2 separate regions of the Macaca mulatta genome follow, and region 1 is linked to region 2. The links are chromatin contacts, called in public Hi-C maps. All regions are on one chromosome and are shown on one strand. Each heading gives the region's core, a stretch centred on a gene start, on an enhancer-like site or on the middle of the called end of the contact. The rest is flanking DNA. Distances are from core to core; before and after follow the strand shown.

Evidence for each region. A called contact is a pair of places that touch in the nucleus more often than the background predicts.
Region 1: a Hi-C map of fetal cortex germinal zone shows a contact between it and region 2, with 3 times the contacts expected there. The contact joins the promoter of SAXO1 here to the promoter of HAUS6 in region 2. A contact is called at or near these places in 4 of 14 Hi-C or Micro-C datasets (CD4 T cells, blood, fetal cortex germinal zone and 1 more).

The regions. Positions count from the first base shown.
Region 1 is chr15:80,146,998-80,153,672 of T2T-MMU8v2.0, forward strand. It overlaps SAXO1 (stabilizer of axonemal microtubules 1), which reads left to right and starts at 1,819. Exons shown (of 5, transcript XM_077966040.1): 1 at 1,819-2,191; 2 at 4,738-4,835. RRAGA (Ras related GTP binding A) reads right to left here and starts at 2,128. Exons shown (of 1, transcript NM_001194800.2): 1 at 367-2,128. The coding sequence starts at 1,737. The coding sequence ends at 796.
Region 2 is chr15:80,092,942-80,099,120 of T2T-MMU8v2.0, forward strand. HAUS6 (HAUS augmin like complex subunit 6) reads left to right here and starts at 1,296. Exons shown (of 17, transcript XM_028835138.2): 1 at 1,296-1,395. The coding sequence starts at 1,394.

The sequences.
Region 1 (6,675 bases), core at 569-3,068, 55 kb after region 2:
CTTGAACTCCTGGTCTCAGGTGATCCTCCCACTCAGCCTTCCAAAGTGCTAGAATTACAGGTGTGAGCCACCACACCTGGCTATAAAGTAGTATTCTGACCCACATTTTACCAATGAAGGAACAAGTGTAGTGAAATTAAGTACTTGCTCATGTTCACAGAGCTAGTAAGTGAAGGGACCAGAATACTAACTCAAGTGGTCTAGCTTGAGTCCATAGCATAAGCACTTCTACAGCTGTTACCAAACATCACTAAAATGCTGGGGGCTAAACTCACAGAATCAAATTTGCCAGTCAAGCAATACTTGTGCGCAGTCAGAATCTTTAGATTTACATATTAAGCACTTTCGAGTTATTTCAAATAAGGCCATGTTTTAAATTGCTAACACGTTTATTCAGGAATGAAGCCAAGAAGAATTTATAAATGCATTTTAATACCTTACTGATAAAATAGTAACATTCCATCTTTGCAATCTGATACGGAATACAGGAGATACTGGTAAAGGCTTTGATGTGCATATCTATTATAACCAGGTAATGAGAACACACACGAACCACCTACTTTAGTGTTACATCATACCAACTTCTCAGAAAGGCCAGCTTCAAAGCTCTACTGGGTAGCCGAGTAAATAGCGTCCAATGTTTAAAGACTGGGGAGCCGGGGAGAAAGATGAAAGGAGTAAGCAGCACACACTTCAAAGCCCACTTTTAAGCACACGACATTATGAATATTAAAAATAAAGGATGCAAACAAAAAAAGGCAATTCAGCATTTTCAGAAAGAGCATTTGGCAATATTCAACGCATAAGAAGACTGTGCTTGGGGCCATCCACTCTCTCCAGCTTCTCAAAGTGTTTCCGGGCATTGCGAATGTTGATCAGAGTGGCTGCAGAAGGGATCGACGGGTCTGACATGACCACCATCACGTACGTGTTTGAAGTGAAGATGTCGATGAAAGCAGCGAAGTTGGAATTCCTAACTTCCATGCTCTGGAAGGAAGCGGCCAATTTACTGCAGCTCAGCTTGAACTGTTTGATGATGTTGCTGATCTTCTCAAACCGGTGGACGTCGCGCTGCTCTTTGCACTGGTAGTGGGAAATAACCAAGAACGTAGCTCTTTCGAACAGGAGAACTTCATCGGCCTCAATGATTTGGGCAAAATTCCTGAGGTTCATCTCCAGCTGCTGAACGTTGGGAATCAGCTGGTAGACGATGCTGGACCAGGCTTTGTAGAGCGTCTCATCCCAGATGGACGTTCGAAAACAAGCACACTCCAGCGGGCGAGACAGACGCCTCAGGTCTTCCTCTCGCTCTTTAAAAATCAGGTCGCGCTGATCCTCCTGAACCAGATCCATTTTGTGCACCAGGCAGAAGATTTTGGCGTCGGGAGAGTTCTGGAGGATGGCCTCCAGACACGACTGGTAATAATGCATGTCCTTTTCCAGTTCGCGGCTCTCCACGTCAAACACGTAAATCAAAACTTCCACGTTACGGAAAATATTGTCTCGCTGGCTGGTGAAGTAATTTTCCATGAAGGTGTCCTGACCGCCACAGTCCCACAGGTTCAGCACCAGGTTCCCCAGGAATCGGACGTGGGAGTGCTCCACGTCAATGGTGGCCCCCAGGCGCCGGGTGTCGCGAGCAATATAATTGGCGAAGATAATCGACCTCATGCTGGTCTTCCCCGACCCGCTCTTCCCCATCAGCAGCACCTTTTTCTTCATGGCTGTATTTGGCATCACCCGCCGGGGCCGCCGCGGACTGGGCCTGAGGGCGCGGCCTACACGCAGCGCCGAGGGAGGGGTCCGGGGGCTGCCGGAGACTCGCAGGCGGTGCCTCGCTCCGCTCCGCCGCGCAGCTGGGCAGGCAGGAGAGGCGAGAGCGCGAACCCGGGGCTGGAGAGGCCGCAGCGGGGCTGGCTCTTCCTCAGAAGGGAGCGCCTGCGGCTGTCGGTAGCAACGGCTTGGGAGATGCGCTTGCCTTCCGGAGAGGGAACCGCTGCGTCCCCGCCACCACCCACTTCCGGCGGCGATCTCGCGAGAGCTCCGTCGCTCCGCCGCTCCTGCCCGACGAGCTTTGAAAAGCTGCTACTCTAATGAAACCCAACTCGGGCAGCGTGAGCCCTAAGATGGAAGGGAAGCCCAAGGACTGCGGTCTTTTGTTCTGTTGCAGCTGGGTTTGCGGTTGCTAGGGGTACGTGTATGGTTGGCAGGGGGAAATGCTGCCCTCTGGTGGCCAAAAAAAAGCCCCACCCACCACCACTACCGCAACTGGCTTTAGGAGCGAGGTGTGCTGGGCGGGTTTCCGCAGGGGCAGCCGACTGATGAAGTGGAGGGAAAGCCTAACTTCCCAGTCCGCTTAGGCCTCCCCAGGTTCCCTGGCCCAGTGAGTACAGGGGCAGGGCAGATGGAGAATGTGCAGATGCGGAAAGTGAGACTTAGACAAGTTAAGCGATTGCCCACCGCTGCGCAGCTAGACGATAGCGAGTCCCTCTTGAGAGACATCCTGGCTTCCAGTTGGTGCTTTTAATTCCTTTCTCACATCTGCTTTTCCCGTAATCTCAGAGTTTAGAATTTATAATTAGAATTCCAAAGCTCGAGGAAACGATAATATGGAATCCCATGCATTAGTTCCATCCTCACAGTAACCCTGTGAATTAATAACCCTATTTTCAAGTGAGGGAATCAAAGGTTAGAGAGGTTAAGTCACTTGACCAAGTTACACATATACTAAATGATGAAATGGAATTTGGTTTTAGTCTGACTGCAGTCTATTTGCCTAACAATAGGCCACCCTGTGCCCCTCTAAAAGCATAATGTGATTCTGCTCTTAGTCTTCAAGTAGATAAGAGAATCAGTGTCCTCCAGTATCGTTCATACAGAATGAATGAGAGTCATCAGGATACTGAAGCCTCTATATCTACCTTAAAGTCCTTTTTTTTTCTTTTGAGATGGAGTCTTGCTCTGTTGCCCAGGCTGGAGTGCAGTGGTATGATCTCAGCTCATTGCAACCTCCGCCTCCTGGGTTCAAGCGATTCTCCTGCCTCAGCCCCCCAAATAGCTGGGATTATGGGCACCTGCCACCACCCCCGGCTAATTTTTGTATTTTTAGTAGCGACGGGGTTTCACCATGTTGGCTAGGCTGGTCTTGAACTCCTGACCTTAAGCGAGCCACCTGCCTCGGCCTCCCAAATTGCTGGGATTACAGGCATGAGCCACCGTGCCTGGCCTAAAGCCCTTTTCAAAGTGTATACTGTACTGTACAAATTCAGGTATTCCATTCTTTCATTTATTAAAAAAAATTCCTACTGTTAACATGTACAGTAGAAGTTCAAAAATGGCCTTTGCTGTAGTTTATGGAAATCATAGAGTGAAATTCCATAATACAATATAGTATGTGGAAAATCTCCTCTTAGTGTATTCAATTTCATCTCCTTGGTGATATCTCTTCTGGAGCCTTCTTATCTTTCACCACCATTCTGGGGTTTCCCTTCCCCATTCTTTCGAGTTGGGTATTCTTTTTCCTGATTTCACATCTTCTCATTTTTGGCTCATTTGGTGGAACACATGATCCAATAGCTTCCAGATAAAAAGTATGAGGAGAGTAAAAATTTCAAGACATTGGATGTCTGAAATTTTCTTTGTTTTTACCCTCACACTTGATTGGTTGGACATAATTTTTCCTTAGAGTCTTGGAGGCATTGCTCTGTTGCTCCATCATCTTTTAGCTGCCAGTAGTCTGATGCCTGCTTCTTGGTTTTGATCTATTCTTTCCTCTCTAAAAACATATTCAAAATTTCCTTATTCTAGTGTTCTGAAATTTAATGATAATTGGCATTGTTGAGCTCAAATTTGCATTGTGCTGGACCCTCCAATGTGTCTTTTAATTTGGAAACCATGCCATTGAATTCTGAACAATGTTCTTGAATTGTTTGATGATGTATTTCCTCTATTCTCTCATGTGAATATTCCTAAGGTCTGGATATCACATTTTATGGAGTCTCCTCTAATGTATTCTTTCTTTTCTTTCTTTTTTTTTTTTTTCTTGGAGACAGAATCTCACTCTGTTGCCCAGGCTAGAGTGTAGTGGCACGATCTTGGCTCACTGCAACCTCCACCTCCCGGGTTCAAGAGATTCTCCTGCCTCAGCCTCCCAAGTAGCTGGGACTACAGGCCTTCACCACCATGCCTGGCTAAGTTTTATACATTTTTTGTTTTTGTTTTTGTTTTGAGACGGAGTCTTGCTCAGTAGCCTAGACTGGAGTGCAGTGGCACTGTCTCGGCTTACTGCAATCTCCGCCTCCCAGGTTCAAGCCATTCTCCTGGCTCAGCCTCCCAAGTAACTGGGATTACAGAAGCCTGCCACTGCGCCTGGCTAATTTTTGAATTTTAATAGAAACGGGGTTTCACCACGTTGGCCAGGCTGGTCTCAAACTCCTGGTCTTAAGTGATCTGCCCGCCTCAGCTTCCCAAAGTGCTGATTACAGGCGTGTGCCACCGCGCCTGGCCTTCTTTTCTTTTTTAAAAAAATTTTAAAATTTATTTTTAGAGACAGGGTCTTTCTCTGTCAACCAGGCTGGAGTGCAGTGGTGAGATCATAGCTCACTGCAGCCTCCATCTCCTCGGCTCAAGGGATCCTCACATGCCAGCCTCCCAAGTAGGTAGGATTATAGGTGTGTGCCACTATGCCTATTTTTTTTTTTTTTTTTCCTGAGACGAAGTTTTGCTCTTGTTGCCCAGGCTCGAGTGCAATGGCATGATCTCAGCTCACCACAACCTCCGCCTGCTGGGTTCAAGCGATGCTTCTGCCTCAGCCACCCAAGTAGCTGGGATTACAGGTATGTGCCTCCTTGTCTGGCTAATTTTGTATTTTCAGTAGCGACGGGGTTTCTCCTTTCTCCATGTTGGTCAGGCTGGTCTTGAACTCCCGACCTCAGGTGATCCGCCTGCCTTGCCTCCCAAAGTGCTGGGATTACAGGCGTGAGCTACTGCACCTGCCCTGCCTAATTTTTAAGTATTTTTTGGGTAAACCTTTCTTATTTTCTATTTTTGTCTTTTTGTTCTACTTTCCAGGAGAATTTTCTCATCTTAATTTTCCAACTCTTTGGAGTTTTAAATTTTATTTTATTTTATTTTATTTATTTATTTATATATTTTTTTTGAGACAGAGTCTCACTCTGTCACCCAGGCTGGAGTGCAGTGGCGGGATCTCAGCTCACTGCAAGCTCCGCCTCCTGGGTTCACGTCATTCTCCTGCCTCAGCCTCCCGAGTAGCTGGGACTACAGGCGCCCACCACCTCGCCCAGCTAGTTTTTTGTGTTTTTTTAGTAGAGACGGGGTTTCACCGCGTTAGCTAGGATGGTCTCAATCTCCTGACCTCGTGATCCGCCCGTCTCGGCCTCCCAAAGTGCTGGGATTACAGGCTTGAACCACCGCGCCTGGCCAGAGTTTTAAATTTTAATATCATATTTTAATTTCCACAGGCTGTTCTAATTGTTCTTTTTAAAAACATAAAATTATTTTTTTCATGGATTAAATATCTTCTTTTATCTATCTGAGGATAATAGTAACATTAATAAAAGTTTTTATCCTGTTTAGTCTTGGTTTCTTCCAAGTTTCTTTTGTTTGTATGTTCTCTCTCTCTCTCTCTCTCTCTCTTTTTTTGAGACGGAGTTTCACTCTTGTTGCCCAGGCTGGAGTGCAATGGCGCGATCTCAGCTCACCGTAGCCTCCACCTCCCACGATCAAGCGATTCTCCTGCCTCACCCTTCTCGAGTAGCTGGGATTACAGGCATGCGCCACCACGCCCGGCTACTTTTGTATTTTTGGTAGAGATGGGGTTTCTCCACGTTGGTGAGCCGCCGCGCCCGGCAGTAAAAGAAGTTCAAAAATGGCCTTTGCTGTAGTTTATGGAAATCATAGAGCATTTTCATGTTAGAAACTTTACTCATTTGTTCAGTGATCAGTGGTTGTCTGCTCCTATTTAAAGTTATTTAAAACCCGTGGGTAGCACTGAAGACTATCAGGTTCATTGAAATGACTGGGCCATTTCTTTGAAGAAAGTCTTGCCGCCTGCCACCTTTAGACCTGTTCCTTTTGGCTGGTTAGATTCTCCCACGATTCTTCTACTGGGATGGGGTGAGTATAAGCCTGATAAATAGCATTCTGGTTACTAAGTGGGAGAAGAAAGCTAGTTTGCTAATACTCAGTTTATAGGCCAACTTAATCCTGTTTACAATATGATATCCAGTCCTCAGTGTCTCTGGTGTTTCCCTAGTCCAGAGACCCCCTGTTTTACTCTTGGCAGGGAATAAAAACTGCTAGTCTTAGATGAGAGACGGGCAATTGCCCAGCTATGTGAAATTGCGAGGGGATCTGTAAGTCTAATTGCATCTTAAAGGGCTCTTCAAACAATCCCTCCTTTTTTAGTGCAATCTCTGCTCTCACTGATGCTACCGACTCTTGAATCATTTGGAGGTTCTGTGGTAAAAATGTTGCTCCTTGTCTTTCCCTACTATTGGCTAAGGTTCAGTTTTCTTGAGTCAGCTAAGTCAGTTACCATTCTTGCTTGTGCATTCCTGCTTCCAAAAATTTTGGTTTTATGATCTCTTACCCCGTTTTTGTTCTTGCCATCTCATCCTATTTCTCTCATGTTTGTGGGATTCTGGAGAAAGATAA
Region 2 (6,179 bases), core at 46-2,545:
ACTTGGTGGGTTCTCTCTCTCTCTCTCCTCTCACTCTTTTTTTTTTTTTTTTTTTTTTTTTGAGACAGAGTCTCACTTTGTCACTCAGGCTGAAGTGCAGTGGCAGGATCTTGGCTCAATGCAACGTCTGCCTCCTGGGTTCAAGCTATTCTTCTGCCTCAGCCTACCGAGTAGCTGAGCTGGGATTACAGTCATGCGCTACCACGCCAGGCTAATTTTGTATTTTTAGTAGAGACCGGGTTTCTCCATGTTGGTGAGGCTGGTCTTGAACTCCCCGCCTCAGGTGATCCACCCACCTTGGCCTCCCAAAGTGCTGGGATTATAGGCTTGAGCCACCGTGCCTGGCCTCTTTTTATTAAGGTGGTTTTAGTGAGGCAGGAGGCAATAATTGCCAGAGGTAGCAATGAGACTTAAAAGCAGGTTACCCAATCCATTTCGAGGCCCTGTTGTCTATGGGGTTTGTGGTAGGCAACAGCCGTCAGTTAAGAGAACTGCAGGCGGCCGGGCGCAGTGGCTCACGCCTGTAATCCCAACACTTTGGGAGGCCGAGGACGGCGGATAACCTGATGTTAGGAGTTCGACACCAGCCTGGTCAACATGGTGAAACTGTCTCTATTGTGCTTTCAGAGACTATTAAAAATACAAAAAATTAGCCGGGCGTGGTGGTGGACGCCTGTTAATCCCAGCTACTCTGGAGGTTGAGGCAGGACAAATGCTTGAACCCGGGAGGCGGAGGTTGCAGTGAGCCGAAATCTTGTCACTGCACCCCAACTTGAGCAACAAGAGCGAAACTCCGTCTCAAAAAAAAAAAAAAAAAAAAAAAAAAAAGGCTGCAGGGGGAGTAGGGAGCCAGATTTCATTTAAAGCAGGCAAAGGAGCATCTAGTATTCTAGTATTTGAGGGCATAGATTTCGCTAATGACAGAAATGAGGCTCAGAGATTACGTGACTTGATCAGAGTCACAGTGAGCATAGCGGAGGATGGAACCAATGCTTCTTCTCTCTACACCGAGGTACAGTGCTCCATTTATGGCTTTTATGTGACGTAACAACTAGCATACACAAGCAAATGAACCCCACACACCAACAATCAGAAAATCCCGAAGACCCGAGGATCTGGGCAAGATAGCCGTTACGCAAGCGCAGAACAATTCGCTGGCCGCGCAATGCCGCGTGGGTCTTGGTAGTTTCTTGGCTGGGCATGACCGGAAGGGAGGAGAGAAGGGCGCATGGCATGGCGGGAGATATAGTCCTTCCGGGAAGTCCCTCCTCCTTCGGAAGACTGGCGGCGCAGGCGCATACTGCTCTTCCTTAAGGGCGGGAGTCTCGGTTTGTGGTGGCTTTGCTGAGGCAGTTGTGCCCGCACTACCGTTAGAAGCTCAGTTTCCCGGAGGATGTAAGTCCCTTTGAGGCGAAATGGCTCGGGGCGAGAAAGGAGCAGACTTTGGCAATGGAAGGACCGCCGCGACCTCAGGCTGACCGTAGGGAGGGATCTTGAGGGCCCTCCGAGTCCCCTGGGTTTGCGCTTTCTTTCTTCGCAGCCGCCGTGCCTACCGCGAGGATGAGCTCGGCTTCGGTCACCGCTTTCGAGAAGGAGCATCTCTGGATGTATCTGCAGGCGCTCGGCTTCGAGCCAGGCCCGGCAACCATTGCCTGCGGAAAGATCGTGTCGCACACGCATCTCGGAGTGTAAGGAGGCCGGGGCTGTCGGGGCGAGGGAGCCTGAGCCGGGGGATCCCGGCCTTGCCCTTTTGTATACCCCGGAGGTTGATTAATCAGAATTGGTTGAGCGGTTACTCTGTGCCAGGCATTGACTCCAAAGTTCCTACTCCCAGTTGCTGCCAGCCTAGTAGCAGAGGCAGACAGTAAATAATGGAAGAGTGCCGGAAGCGATCTGTAGGCGAGTGCAAAGTCTGCAGATGGGCAGAGTGCAAAACTGGAGGGACAGCTTAATTCTGCCTAGGTGGTGGAGGGGTGGTCTGTGGAGTAGTGGGAGGGATGGCGGGTAGTAGTGGAAGAGCAGGGGAATCTTACGTACAAAATGCCTTTTGAACTCAAGGGAGCCTTTGAAGGTGGTTTAACTTTATAATTTTTAATTTTTGAATTAGTAAGGCATGCTGGAGTTAGCATAAAACAACGGAGAAGGTATTAAAAACTAATACCCTGGCCGGGCGCGGTGGCTCAAGCCTGTAATCCCAGCACTTTGGGAGGCCGAGACGGGCGGATCACGAGGTCAGGAGATCGAGACCATCCTGGCGAACACGGTGAAACCCCGTCTCTACTAAAAAATACAAAAAACTGGCCGGGCGCGGTGGCTCAAGCCTGTAATCCCAGCACTTTGGGAGGCCGAGACGGGTGGATCACGAGGTCAGGAGATCGAGACCATCCTGGCTAACACGGTGAAACCCCGTCTCTACTAAAAAATACAAAAAACTAGCCGGGTGAGTTGGCGGGCACCTGTAGTCCCAGCTACTCGGGAGGCTGAGGCAGGAGAATGGCATAAACCCGGGAGGCGGAGCTTGCAGTGAGCTGAGATCTGGCCACTGCACTCCAGCCTGGGCAACAGAGCGAGACTCCATCTCAAAAAAAAAAAAAAAAAAAAAAAAATACAAAAAACTAGACGGGCGTGGTGGCGGGCGCCTGTTGTCCCAGCTACTCGGGAGGCTGAGGCAGGAGAATGGCATGAACCCGGGAGGCGGAGCTTGCTGTGAACTGAGATCCGGCCACTGCACTCCAGCCTGGGCAACAGAGCGAGACTCCGTCTCAAAAAAAAAAAAAAAAAAAAAAAAAAACTAATACCCTTTTAATGAAAAGTATGGAAAGTAAAAGCCCCTTCCCTACTTTTTCCACTTCTGTTAAGGTTATGGATCTCTCCTAATAACCCACTGTAAATAACTCTGTTTTATTTCTATGTTTTATCAACTTTAGCCAGTATCTCTGTTTCATCATTCCCACTGTAGGCCAAGGGGAATTTGGGATAGATACATTGGCCATCTTCTATTCTCCTCAATCTGTTATATTTTTGTAAATTACATATTTTCAGTTCTTCTAGAGGCTTTTTTTTTTTTTTTTTTTTTTTAAACAGAGTCTCGCTCTGTCGCCCAGGCTGGAGTGCAGTGGCGCGATCTCGGCTCACTGCAACCTCCGCCTCCCGGGTTCAAGTGATTTCTGCCTTAGCCCCCTGAGTAGCTGGGACTACAGGCGCCCGCCACCATGTCCGGCTAATTTTTGTATTTTTAGTAGAGACATGAGTTTCACTACATTGGCCAGGCTGGTCTCGAACTTCTGACCTCATGATCCGCCGGCCTCGGCCTCCCAAAGTGCCAGGATTACAGGCTTGAGCCACCATGCCTGACTGTGGCTGTGGTTTTTTCCTTGTTTTTGTTTTTGTTTTTTTTTGAGTCGGAGTCTGGCTCTGTCGCCCAGGCTGGAGCGTAGTAGCACGATCTCGGCTCACTGCAACCTCCTCCTCCTGTGTTCAAGCGATTCTTGTGCCTCAGCCTCCGTACTAGCTGGGATTACAGGTGCCCGCCACTGCGCCCGGCTAATTTTTGTGTTTTTGGTAGAGACGGGGTTTCACCATGTTGGTCAAGCTGGTCTCAAACTCCTGACCTCAGGTGATCCACCCGCCTCGGCCTCCCAAAGTACTGGGATTACAGGCGTGAGGCACCGCACCCAGCGACCTCTATTTCTTGATTCATCAATCTCTTTTGATTCCTACCATAATTTCACAATGAACTGAGCTATTATAAGATTTCCTTCCTCCTCCTCTGCCTTCCCCCTCTTGACTTGTTTTGGCTGTATTTTTTCTGTCAAGATTTACAACTGTAATTAAGTTTTGCTTGGTAATTATTTTTGAGAAGTTACTATTAACGTGTGTAGCGGCCTGTCTAGCAGTCTTTTCTAAAAATTGAGTACCGCCTGGCGTGGTGGCTCGTGCCTGTAATCCTAGCACTTTGGGAGGCCGAGGAGGCGGATTGCCTGAGCTCAGGAGTTCGGAAACAGCCTGGGCAACACGGTGTAACCCCATCTCTACTAAAATACAAAAAAATTAGCCGGGCGTGGCAGCGTGCGCCTGTAGTCCCAGGTTCTGGTGAGGCTGAGGCAGGAGAATGGCTTGAGCCCAGGAGGTGGAGGTTGCAGTGAGCTTAGATCGGGCCACTGCACTCCAGCCTGGGTGACAGAGGGAGACTCAGTCTCCGGGGAAAAAAAAAAAAATTGACTACAAGCATATAGCATTTATCAGGTTCATGTATTATTTGTTTCACATGATTTGATGGCCCATAGCACAGTCACATTTTCTCTATACTGGTGGAGAAGTCTGAAGCTTTTCCAGAGTTCCGCTGAGAATGGCTCTCATTGTCACTGCGTCATTCTCTGCAGTGTTTTGGCAATTTTAGTTTTTTTTTTTTTGGGACAGAGTGTGCTATGTCTCCCAGGCTGGAGTGCAATGTCGCAATCTTGGTTCACTTCAACCTCTGCCTCCTGGGTTCAAGCAATTCTCCTGCCTCAGCCTCCTGAGTAGCTAGGATTACAGGCACCTGTCACCGTGCCCAGCAAATTTTTCTATTTTTTAGTAGAGACAGGGTTTTGCCACATTGGCCAGGCTGTACTACTTTGCATTCTACCAACAAGGTACAAGCATTTCCTTTTCTCTGCAAGATTCGCCATCTTGTAACACATGTCCCCTTTAAATGCTTTATTTTATTTTATTTTGTTTTTTTGTCTGTCGTCCAGGCTGGAGTGCAGTGGTATGATCTCAGCTCACTGCAAGCTCTGCCTCCCAGGTTCACTCCATTCTTCTACCTCAGCCTCCCGAGTAGCTGGGACTACAGGTGCCTGCCACCACGCTTGGCTAATTTTTTTTGTATTTTTTTAGTAGAGACGGGGTTTCACTATATTAGCTAGGATTGTCTCAATCTCCCGACCACCTGCCTCGACCTCCCAAAGTGCTGGGATTACAGGTGTGAGCCACCGTGCCCGGCTCTTTAAATGCTTTAAGCATGGATGTGGCATCAAATTTACTTTTTTGTTTTTATTTTTTGAGATAATCTGGCTCTGTCTTCCAGGCTGGAGTGCAGTGGCCTGAATGTGGCTCACTGCAGCCTCCATCTCCTGGGCTCAAGTGATCCTTCCACTTCCGCCTCCCAAGTAGCTGGAATTACAGTTGCCTGCTGCCATGCCTGGCTAATTTTAATTCTTTTTTTTTTGAGATGGAGTTTTGCTCTGTTGCCCAGGCTGGAGTGCCGTTGTGCGATCTCAGCTCACTGCAACCCCTGCCTCCCTGGTTCAAGCAATTCTCTGCCTCAGCCTCCCGAGTAGCTGGGAATACAGCCACCTGCCACCATGCCTGGCTAATTTTTTTGTATTTTTAGTAGAAACAGGGTTTCACCATCTTGGCCAGGCTGATCTTGAACCCCTGACCTCATGATCCACCTGCCTTGGCCTCCTAAAGTGCTGGGATTACAGGCGTGAGCCACCACGCCTGGCCGGCTAATTTTAATTCTATTCTTTCTGTAGAGATAGGTTTTCACTGTGTTGCCTAGGCTGATCTTGACCTTCTGGGCTCAAGTAGTCCTCCCACGTCGGCCTCCCAAAGTGCTGGGATTACAGGCATGAGCCACTGCACCCTGCCAAATTTACTTTTAAAATTGCTCAATGCACCTGTAAATCCAGCTGCTTAGAAGGCTGAGGTGGGAGATTGCTTGAGGCCAGAAGTTTGAGACCAGCCTGGGCAACATAGTGAGACCCTGTCTCTTAAAAAAGCAATTAGGCTAGACATGGTGGTTCACACCTGTTATCCCAGTGCTTTGGGAGGGCAAGGTGGGAGTATTGCTTGAGCCCAGGAGTTTGAGGCTACAGCGAGCTATAATGGTAGCGCTGTACTCCAGCCTGGGTAACATGAGTGAGACCCTGTCTCTTAAAAACAAAAAAGAAAAAAACCCATTATTTTTTATTCACTTATATTTTGTACATACACGTTCTCTTTGGTTTGCAGTTTATGAGTTTTTTGTTTCTATGAGCCTGAACTGGTATGACCACTTTTCTTTCTTTCTTTTTTTTTTTGAGATGGAGTTTTGCACTTGTTGCCTAGGCCGGAGTACAGTGGCGTGATCTCGGCTCACTGCAACCTCTGCCTCCTGGGTTCAAGAGATTCTGCTTCCTCAGCCTCCGGAGTAG